3 separate regions of the Mus musculus genome follow, and all the other regions are linked to region 1. A link is a contact called in public promoter capture Hi-C data. All regions are on one chromosome and are shown on one strand. The core of a region is the stretch at or near the end of the contact, and the rest is flanking DNA. Distances in the headings are between cores, read along the strand shown. Region 1 holds the start of Stoml2 (stomatin (Epb7.2)-like 2). Region 2 holds the start of Ubap2 (ubiquitin-associated protein 2). Region 3 overlaps Rnf38 (ring finger protein 38).

Region 1 (3,154 bases), core at 296-2,795:
TGTGGTGTGTGTGTGTGTGTGTGTGTGTGTGTGTACAGCTGTGTGCGTGCATACAAACTTGGGTTTGTGTAGGGTGTGTGTGTGAGAGAGAGACAGAATGTGCATGTATGTGTAACACAGGGGTTTAGCCACCTCTTACCTAGGGCTCAGACTCACTTGTCCCTCTCCTCCTGCCTGTGTCTCCTTGCTTTGGTGTCCTGACTGAGGAAGGTGTCCAGGGACAGAGTCAGGCCTAAGGACTGGGGAACCTCCTCTCACCTGACCAGACTCTGACCCACCTACCTCAGCTGGGATGAGGGGTGCCCCTCATTCAGTCACATGGTTCCCAGTTACTCCACTCCTCACTTAAGACTCTGACCCAGCCTCAACCCTTAACTCTTGGGGCTTGGCTGAGGGGAACAAGCATTTGCTGAAACTTGAAAAACAAAACAAACAAACAAAAAAATGGGAAAAATTGTACCTGGTACATTTTTTAAGGAAAAAAAAAAGAATAAATTCTTGTTTGGAAACTTGAACTAACCTCTACTTTTTTTTGTGTTCAAGAGGATGGAGATGTGGGGCCTAAAGGGAGCTGGAATTCTGGCAACAAGCTCAAACCCATGAGATCTTAGGCTGGGATGAGCTGAGTCTTGGACCATAGTCTTAGTCCTTTTTGTATAAGGTGCTGGGGGCTGGGTGGGTAAAGTGAAGCTACAGAGGCTAAACTCTGAGAATCTGGATTCTTACACTGATTCTGTAGTTTAGCCCCATCAGAACCTCAGTGTCTGTATATGTAAAATGAAGGAGGAGGAGGAGAATGAGAAGAAGGAGATGAGGGGGGATACAGGCCTCTTAAAGCTTGTATTTGAGAGAGTGTCAGAGACCTGAGCAAGGTTGATGTGTTTCAGACAAAAATGAAAGGCTGAGGCTCTTTGTTTCCCTCTGTATGTAAGGGGATCATGCCTGACCGTTTCTGGCTCAGAAAAAAATATGAAAAAGAGCTGTTGATGCCTTGGGAAAAGAGGGAAGGGAGAAATCTCCGCCCAGTCCTAAGGTAAAGTTAGGCCTCCTAGTTACCATGACAACGGGAATGGGGTCAGTCCCCAGTGGGAGAGCTGGGCACAACAGCATGACTACCCAAGAATGTCACTATGGCAACCACGGGCAACTACTGAGCGCCAATCCAATCCATTGTCGTTATGGTGACAGATTAGGACAGTTATACACGAGCTGGAGGGTAAACTGAGTCACGGCTGTGGGTACAGAATTTGGTGGGCGGTGTTCCTGTACCACTTGCGGACGGAATATTGCCTCAATTTCTACCACAATGCCCAGGAGCTTCGTAGTTTTTGAGAACCAGAACAAACTTGCACTCTCGGGCTCTCTCTTCAAAGCCTACGTTTCCCAGGGAACGATTTGACGGACGCCGACTAGTGGGGATGGGAGGGTGGACTAATACGCCGGAAGTACGTCGGGCGGAGTGGACCAGCTGAAGGAAGGGCTCGGGTTCAGGCTTCACAAGAGGCCGCTCTGCCCCACCTCTCGTTGGTTCCGGAGGTCGCCGAGGCTGTGGGAAATGCTGGCGCGCGCGGCGCGGGGCACTGGAGCCCTTTTGCTGAGGGTGAGAGCGAGGCAACCTTCACCAGAGGCTCGGGACCGACATCACCTGGGTCTTGAGCTGGGAAGGAGTGGGCTTCTAACTTTGGGGGAAGGACTGTGGTCACAGGTCATGGTCCCCACGTGAATCACTCTCCGGGGACCCTTGGGGGGGGTGTCGAGATCTAGGGAGAGGGATTTAGGGATCCGCGCCTGGTCCCCAGCCTACTCTCGTCTTCCTTCAGGGCTCGGTGCAGGCTTCTGGCCGCGTTCCGCGCCGCGCCTCCTCTGGACTGCCCCGAAACACCGTGATCCTGTTTGTGCCTCAGCAGGAGGCCTGGGTGGTGGAGCGAATGGGCCGATTCCACCGGATCCTGGAACCGGTGAGAACCTCTCTTGCCCGCCCTCAGCCAGCCAGATCGTCTGATCGTTTACTCGTGTGGAAGTGGGACTTCCGTCGGGGCCTGTCTGCACTTCTAACCTGCGAGGACCAGTTCTAGCAGAGCCCAGTCTCCTGAACACCACCTCCGTGTTTCCCCGCTTTCCTAATACCCTAGTGACCCATAGGCTTCATTCCTGGAGCTACCATACTCTAAAGGCAGCAGCTCTTGCTGGCTTCCATTCTTGACATTCATAAGCCTAGTCTTATCTTTTTGTACTCTTAGGTTTCCCTACCAGTGACACCCCAGCCTTTGAGGCCATGATAGGAGGGATTGCTTCTCTATGTTTATACGTGACTTACTACTTACTCCAGACTTAGCTTAGAGTTCAAGTTTACTAGCCTCACCCTTCTGAGAATCTATGGCTCCTCTTCTCAGGGCCTGAACGTCCTGATCCCCGTGTTAGACCGAATCCGGTATGTGCAGAGTCTCAAGGAAATTGTTATCAACGTGCCTGAGCAGTCAGCCGTAACTCTTGGTGAGAGCGATGGGGTGACAGGGATGTGCTAAGTGCGCTAGGATGTGGTTGCTATAGATCCAGGGCTTAGGAGAAAGAGCTGGTTGGGACTTAGAGGTCTGACCGACAGTTTTTTTCTCTTCTGTTTGCTCCTGCAGACAATGTAACACTACAAATAGATGGAGTCCTTTATCTGCGCATCATGGATCCTTACAAGGTATCTGCCCTGGGTTTATCTAGTTTTCTGAACTGCCTCTTCCTTAAAATCCTGCATCTTCAGTTCTGATCCTATACCTGCCCTTTCAGGCAAGTTACGGTGTGGAAGACCCAGAGTATGCTGTCACCCAGTTAGCTCAGACGACTATGAGATCAGAGCTTGGCAAACTCTCTCTGGACAAAGTTTTTCGGGTAAGCGGATCTGGGCTGGAGTAAGGGCTTAAGTGCATAAACTGTTGACTCTTTCCTGGGGAGCAAGGTTAGCCAGGGGCCTTCCCAGTTTAGGCTTTTGATAGAGACACTGACTTGTGCTGCTCACAAGTTCTGTTCATCTAGGAGCGTGAGTCCCTGAATGCCAACATTGTGGATGCCATCAACCAGGCTGCAGACTGCTGGGGTATCCGATGCCTGCGATACGAGATCAAGGACATCCATGTGCCACCTCGAGTGAAAGAGTCTATGCAGA
Region 2 (3,154 bases), core at 204-2,703, 1.8 Mb after region 1:
TATATATATATGAATGGTATATATGTATATATTTGAAATACATATTAATCAGGCATGGTGGGTGACTCTTGTCTATAATCCTTGAAATACCACCATTTGGGAGACCAAGGCAGGATGACTGCTGAGAGTTAGCGGTCACCATGTACTGCACAATAAGGCTAGGTTAGTCTGGGCTGGAGTTAAAGTGTTTTAAACATCTAAAAAAAAATTATTTATTTAATGTATGTGAGTACACTGTGCTGTCTTCAGACACCCCAGAAGAGGTCATTGGATCCCATTACAGATGGTTGTGAGCCACCGTGTGGTTGCGGGGAATTGAACTCAGGACCTCTGGAAGAGAAGTCAGTGCTCTTAACCACTGAGCCATCTCTCCAGCGCAACATCTATCTATTTATTTATTTTTTAAAGATATGCTAGTGATTAATCTTTATTTGAGTCGGCCTGTGGTGTCACGTGCCTTTACTCCCAGCACTCTGTGAGTTTGAGGCCAGTATGGTCTACAAAGCAAGTTCCAAAACAGGGAAGCCCTGTCTCAAAAAATCAAAAAACAACAAAACTCCATTACTTTTGCTTAATCTCCTGAGGTTAACATCTTTACTAAGAGGTGGATCAGGTAACTTCTCAACAAGGAAAACCTGATTTAGGTTTCTTATGCCAGAAAATAACTTTTCCTTTCCTATTTGCAAAACCGGTCCGATACTAGTAGCCTTTTGGGCTAGAACACCTCTAACATCCCGTTGGCGTTCAAGGAATGGTAGTTGTTTCCTGCAGAAGAGAGTTGGGAATGCAGAAAGCAGTCCACATTTGACTACATTGAAGTCTCGTGGCCTTCAGCCGAGGACGTTCTGGGTGTCTGGCTCAGCAGCTGGCGGTTGGCGTTTTCCCGCGCAGAGGGCAGGGCGGAGCGCCAGCCTCGCAACGTGGGAGCTAGACCCACTCTCCGCCAGAACTACACCTCCCAGCAGGAACCACGCTGGTTCGCTTGGCAGGTGGCACCCATTGGTACTAACTCGGAAGCTAGCCATAAGATGCTCGAATAAGTCAGAATCAGGAGTTGTACTTAGGAGCACGCTGAGAAAAGGCGGTCGTAGAGAGTGCCTTTGCCGCGCAGCACTCTGGGAGTTGTAGTTCGCCCTCAAAACGTCTAGAAGCCAGGCTTGCTTTGAGTGGCTGCACCATGTCACGTGACGAAAGAGCCGCACGCATCGAGCATCTTGCAGTGTTTCTGAGGTCATCATAGCGCGACCGCACGCTTTAATAGTGGGTTCTCTATAGGCGGCGGATAGTACGACCCTGAAATTCTGACCACAAGCAATGTCACCATCTCCGCCGCCTCCACATAGTTCCTCTCGCTCAGCTCCCAGAGCTGTGTTAGCCAGCCGGGTAACCCCGTTCAATCTTCAAGTACTGGCTCCACCCTCTCCCGTGACGTAGGGATCACGTGACGGGCAGGGCCGCCTCTGCCGCCGCCGCCGCTTTGTAAGAGGCACATTGGCAGGTAACGAGCGGCGGCGGCGGCGGGTCCCGAGTCCAACGAGAGCAGCAGCGGTAATTGTCACCCGGTCCCCTTCATCCTGCCTCCCAGGGCCCTGAACCTTGCAGTGTATGCTTTCTGGACCTGGGCTAAGGTCTTCTGAACTCCCAGCCCCCTTTGGGATGCCCCAGCGTCTACTCGGGTGGATCGGGCCGAGCTTCCCTCGCTGGCTTCATGTTTCCGTAGTGTGTCCAGGCCTGAGCACTCTCTTTCCTCTCCCGCTCAGGTTGCCCTGTGCTTCCTGCTCCACCCCCCACCCCCCATCCTAGTTGGCCGGCCCCACCCAGCCCCAGGGGGCGCCTTCCCCTCCCCCCCCTTTGGGTTTTTATCCTGGAGGGTGTGGTTTTCTCTCCCACCTCGGTCCCTGCACGTTGGCAGGAGCTCCTCCGCCACGCTGTCGCCCCATCCGGACCACCTTTCAGCTTTCTAGTCTGGCGCCTGTCCTGGGACTGGTCTTAGTGCCCAACTTCTGCGCTCTAGTCTCTCCCCACTTAATCTGAAGGCATAGTTCAATTTTACTACTTTTCATTACTGTGGTCTTTGGTGTTAGTTGAAACTCTGTGAGTTTCCTCTTCATGCCCTATTGAAGTCTGGTGGTGTCATAGTTTATTTATTCTTTAAGGTGAGGTAAGAGTGCTTGTGAACTGTAAAGCGTTGTTAGAAATTCAAACAAATTCTTTAGCCTGGTGCGTTCCAGCTCAGTTTTCCTAGTCAGCTCTCCCACCTTCCCCCCTGCATTTTCAGGTTTAGTTACCCAGGCATAGTCAGCTCTCCCACCTTCCCCCCTGCATTTTCAGGTTTAGTTACCCAGGCATGTCAACTGTCACCACTTAGGATTCGTGTTTTCTCTTTGGGTTGGTCTTGGAAGTCTTCCTGCAGTTTTTTGCTTTAACATAATCTCGTAGTTTACTACCACTAATACGCCTTTCTACTTTATTTCCAAGGTGCATAGTCTGCCTACTCTTTACTTTTCTCCAGCAATTGTGTACAGTAACAATTGGAGCTTTTAGGTGATTCTATGAGGTACCCAGAGATCATTTATTTGAAGAGCATGCCTTTTTTTGGGAGGGCGTTTTTGAGAGAGGGTTGCACTACCTAGCCAAGGCTGGCTTTTAACTTGAGAGCCTCTTGTCTCAGTCTCTCTAGCTCGCTCGCTCGCTCGATAGTTTTTACAGGGTTTCTTCATGTTACAACCTTGGCTGTCCCCCACTTGCTTTGTAGACCAGGCTGGCCTTGCACCCATAGAGATCCACCTGCATCAGCCTCCCAAGCACTGGGATTAAAGGCATGAGTCACCATGCACCTCTTGCTTCAGTCTTTCTATGCTGGGATTTCAGTTTGCATGGATTACAGTCAAACACTACTGTGCCTGGTTACAATGATCTCTCTCTCTCTCTCTCTTTCAGTGAATAGTGTTTATATTTATATCTTCTATTGTAAAGTTTTTAAGCTTTTTTTTTTCTTTTTTTTTCTCCTATTAATGGGCATGCTAATACGCCCTCTGAATTGTTTATTTTTGTTGTTGTTTAGTTTTTTTTTTTTTTAACCTCCCTTAAGTTTTTCAAGAAAGGATCTCTGTGTGGTCCTGACCGTCCTAGAACTTGCTCTGTAGACCAGGCT
Region 3 (3,154 bases), core at 333-2,832, 1.1 Mb before region 1:
GCTCAGTGGTAAACAGCACTTCCTGTTCTTACCACGAAGAGTGGAGTTTGCATCCCAGTTCCCACTAAGACAGCTCACAAATGTTTGTAATTCCAGCTGTAAGGAATCTGAAATCCACAGACACATGTAATGAATAAAAATAAAACCTTATTACTACACGAGAAGGAGATTTCCAGAAAGCCATCCCCTTAGTCTAGTCTCCTGACTGGCTTTCCATAGATACCTTTTACTTTGCCTTCTTTCTAAATATTTTTAAATGATTGTGTGCATGTGTGTGGGCATGTATATGTGTGTGGGCATGTATATGTGTGTGCCCACCCCTGGAGCTAGAACATGGGCAATAGACCCTGAGAGCCACCTATATGAATAATGGGCTCCAAGAGCAGTATGTGCTCTTAAATGCCAAGCCATCTCTCCAGCCATTTATTCATTTAATTTGCTTACAAATTAACTTACTGATTTGTTGGGTTTTTTTTTTTAATAATAATTTGTTAAAATTTTGAGCCAAGGACTTGCTATGTTCAGCTGGTATAACAGGTCTCTGCTGCCAGGCTCAACCTTTTTGTTTTTTTCTCCTTTCTCAAAACACCCTCTGTTTCCTAGGTGAGGTTTCCATTTTCCAAGAACTCCGCTCCCCGTAGCTTTCCTTTAGGCATAAAGTAACTATTTATATTGTTAACGTTTACATATGGAGTTTGACATATGGCTCATTGTTAGGACAGTCGTAGCAGAGAAAGTATTGTTCTTTATCCTTACTCTTGTTTCTGATAGTTTTCACTAGCGTGGAGACAAGGCAGCTAGGTTGGCAGGGCCCCCCAAAGATCCACCTGCCTTTGCCCTCCTAACACAACCATACCTCCCTGCCTAAAGTGATTCTGGGGCTCAGACCCAGCTCCTAAGCTTGTAAGGCAAACACTTTACTATATATATTGGGCTATATCTAATTAGTAAATAGATTCTTCCCAATGTTGTGACCCTTAATTTCACTGCTACTTCTTAACTGTAATTTTGCTATTGTTAGGAATCATAATGTAAATATCTGGTAGCCAACCCTGTGAATGGTTGATAGACCCCCACAGGTTGAGAACCTCTGCCCTAGCCTATCACCAGTGTTAGTGAACAAAAGCTTTTGTCATTTATGAACTTTGGTGACCAGTTGTGTCACTCTGTTAAGTATCTGTGCTTTGTTCTTGTTTTCCTTGTGTTGGTGCAGAGGTCAACCTTCTTGTACCTTGTCTTTTGAGATAGGGTCTTACTGGCCTAGATCTTCTCATAGTAGATTACACTGGCTGGCCAGACACCCTGCTGTCTGTCTGTCCCCCAATGCTGGGATTAGCTTTGCTTTTTTTATGTGCTTTTTGTGGAGAGAGCTCTGTAGACTCCCATTTTGAGTTATGGTTCATCATGGCAGTGGGGATGGGAGGCAATGGGGTCTCACCATGCCATCTCCTCCCTACCCCTCCCATTTAAAAAAGCAGAGTTGCTCAGCTTCTTTCTTTGGTTCAGTCCAAAACCCCAGGCATTGTATTAAGACTTGATCTTCTTGCCTCAGTTAACCTTATCTAGAAACTTCTCAGACATGCTCATGGGCGTGGCTCTATCCCATCGTGTTAGTTTAGATGAACCTTTACACCTCTCAACATAAGCCAGTTCCTTCCTTCTTTGGGAATGTAGTCCTCAAAACGTTCAGTGGTTTCTAAAGCCAGGCACGTTTTAGTCATCAGATAGAAGCTGGAACCTGCTACACACCTTCCTGCCTCCTTTCCACCCTTGATTCCCAGGCTGCACCACTCTGGATAGTAGAGGTAGTAGCTGTAGGTTTTAACATTTTACACACTTAAATTGTCAACATCTGGTAGGTTGAAAACTTAGCCCAACGTTATAGAAAAGAATTACCCCCTGAGAATTCAAAACAAATTTTTTCGAAAAGACAGGCCCATCTAATAATTCAGTCGTTTTCTGAGTTTGGTTCTAGTAGCACCAAGTGTCACTGGGAATCTTACATCAGAAGTAGCAATTCATATTAGGTAGGTGGGGCACACCTTTTTAATTCCAGTGTTTAGAAGGTAGAAGTGGGTAGATCTCTGAATTCAAGGCCGGCCTGGGCTACTGTCTTCAAAAACAAAAAAGTATGTAATAGAATACAACATAAACATGCCTGTAATCCCACACTCAGAACAAGGAAGGAGGAGGATTAGAAGTTCAAAGTTATTCTTCCCTATAGAACAAGTTGAAGGCTTGTCTGGGCTACTTGGAAGTAATTTTCTTGCTTTTCTGCATGTACATGATATATGTACATACGTGTGCATGCGTGCATGTGTGCTGGTGCTCTTAAAGTTTGGGGAATCTCATTATAAAGCCGGGCTTTCTTATTAAAGGAGTTAAAAACAAGTATATTTAAATAATACCATTAAGAGAATATAGGTTAGGTCATATTTTGCTAAATCATTTTGAAATATCAAATGTAACCATTTAGGTTTTTGTTTTTTTGTTTTTTGTTTGTTTGTTGGTTTGGTTTGGTTTGGTTTGGTTTGTTTTCTCTGTATAGCCCTGGCTGTCCTGGAACTCACTCTGTAGACCAGGCTGGCCTCTGAACTCAGAAATCCGCCTGCCTCTGCCTCCCGAGTGCTGGGATTAAGCCACTGCCCGGCTTTTTTTTTTTTTTTTTTTTTTTTTTAAATTTAAGAGACCGGGTCTCATGTAGCATAAGCTGGCCTTGAACTCACTATGTTAACCAAGGATGACCTCAGATTACCAATCTTCTGGCCTTTCTCTCCCAAGTTCTGGAATTACACTCTAGGTTCAGCTCCATTTATCGGTTTGCTTTGTTCCTAAAATCAGTTGTTTTCTGTGCTTGTCTTCTTAAAAATAGGACATTGTTGGTGCTAGTACGGCGGCTTACCTGGTCAAAGTACTTGGTGGGTTTGCATTGGACTGAGGTTCGGGTTCTAGCCCGCTGTATGGCTGATAACCATTTGTAACTCTAGTTCCAGAGGATCTGATATCCTCCTAGTCTTCAGAGGCGTTGGAGACACATGGTGCACAGACATGCAAGCATAACACCAAGCATAAAATAAAAATAAATGTAAACTTATTGTGTGTGTTCACAACAAATATCAATTATTTTGTAAATCAATTAAAAGTATTCTAATGA

Evidence for each region. Promoter capture Hi-C pulls out the DNA fragments that hold promoters and counts their contacts.
Region 2: a promoter capture Hi-C map of pre-B cells shows a contact between it and region 1, with 5 times the contacts expected there. The contact joins the promoter of Ubap2 here to the promoter of Stoml2 in region 1. A contact is called at or near these places in 2 of 39 promoter capture datasets (cranial neural crest and pre-B cells), 1 of 484 Hi-C or Micro-C datasets (B cells) and 1 of 115 datasets of contacts at active chromatin or transcription factors (embryonic stem cells).
Region 3: a contact with region 1 is called in a promoter capture Hi-C map of neutrophils, with 3 times the contacts expected there. The contact joins the enhancer-like site here to the promoter of Stoml2 in region 1. A contact is called at or near these places in 4 of 39 promoter capture datasets (HPC-7-derived erythroid cells, cranial neural crest, liver and 1 more), 1 of 484 Hi-C or Micro-C datasets (CD4 T cells), 3 of 115 datasets of contacts at active chromatin or transcription factors (pancreatic cancer cells, stem cell-derived neural progenitor cells and thymic regulatory T cells) and 2 of 9 other capture datasets (adipose tissue and liver).

Annotation. Positions count from the first base shown.
Region 1 is chr4:43,029,775-43,032,928 of GRCm38.p6, reverse strand. It overlaps Stoml2 (stomatin (Epb7.2)-like 2), which reads left to right and starts at 1,545. Exons shown (of 10, transcript NM_023231.2): 1 at 1,545-1,600; 2 at 1,821-1,958; 3 at 2,394-2,493; 4 at 2,631-2,689; 5 at 2,779-2,880; 6 at 3,025-3,154. The coding sequence starts at 1,556. Fam214b (family with sequence similarity 214, member B) reads left to right here. Exons shown (of 9, transcript NM_001253353.1): 9 at 1-515.
Region 2 is chr4:41,273,434-41,276,587 of GRCm38.p6, reverse strand. It overlaps Ubap2 (ubiquitin-associated protein 2), which reads left to right and starts at 1,453. Exons shown (of 29, transcript NM_026872.1): 1 at 1,453-1,548.
Region 3 is chr4:44,153,514-44,156,667 of GRCm38.p6, reverse strand. The region is part of intron 2 of Rnf38 (ring finger protein 38); the gene reads left to right. Among named protein-coding and RNA genes, the nearest start is that of Mir5106, 66 kb to the left of the region's middle. Within about 2 kb of position 1,582, at least 50 of the 459 cell types and tissues checked have an H3K27ac peak or open chromatin away from gene starts, as enhancers often do. A contact at or near this core is called in pancreatic cancer cells, where this site is marked.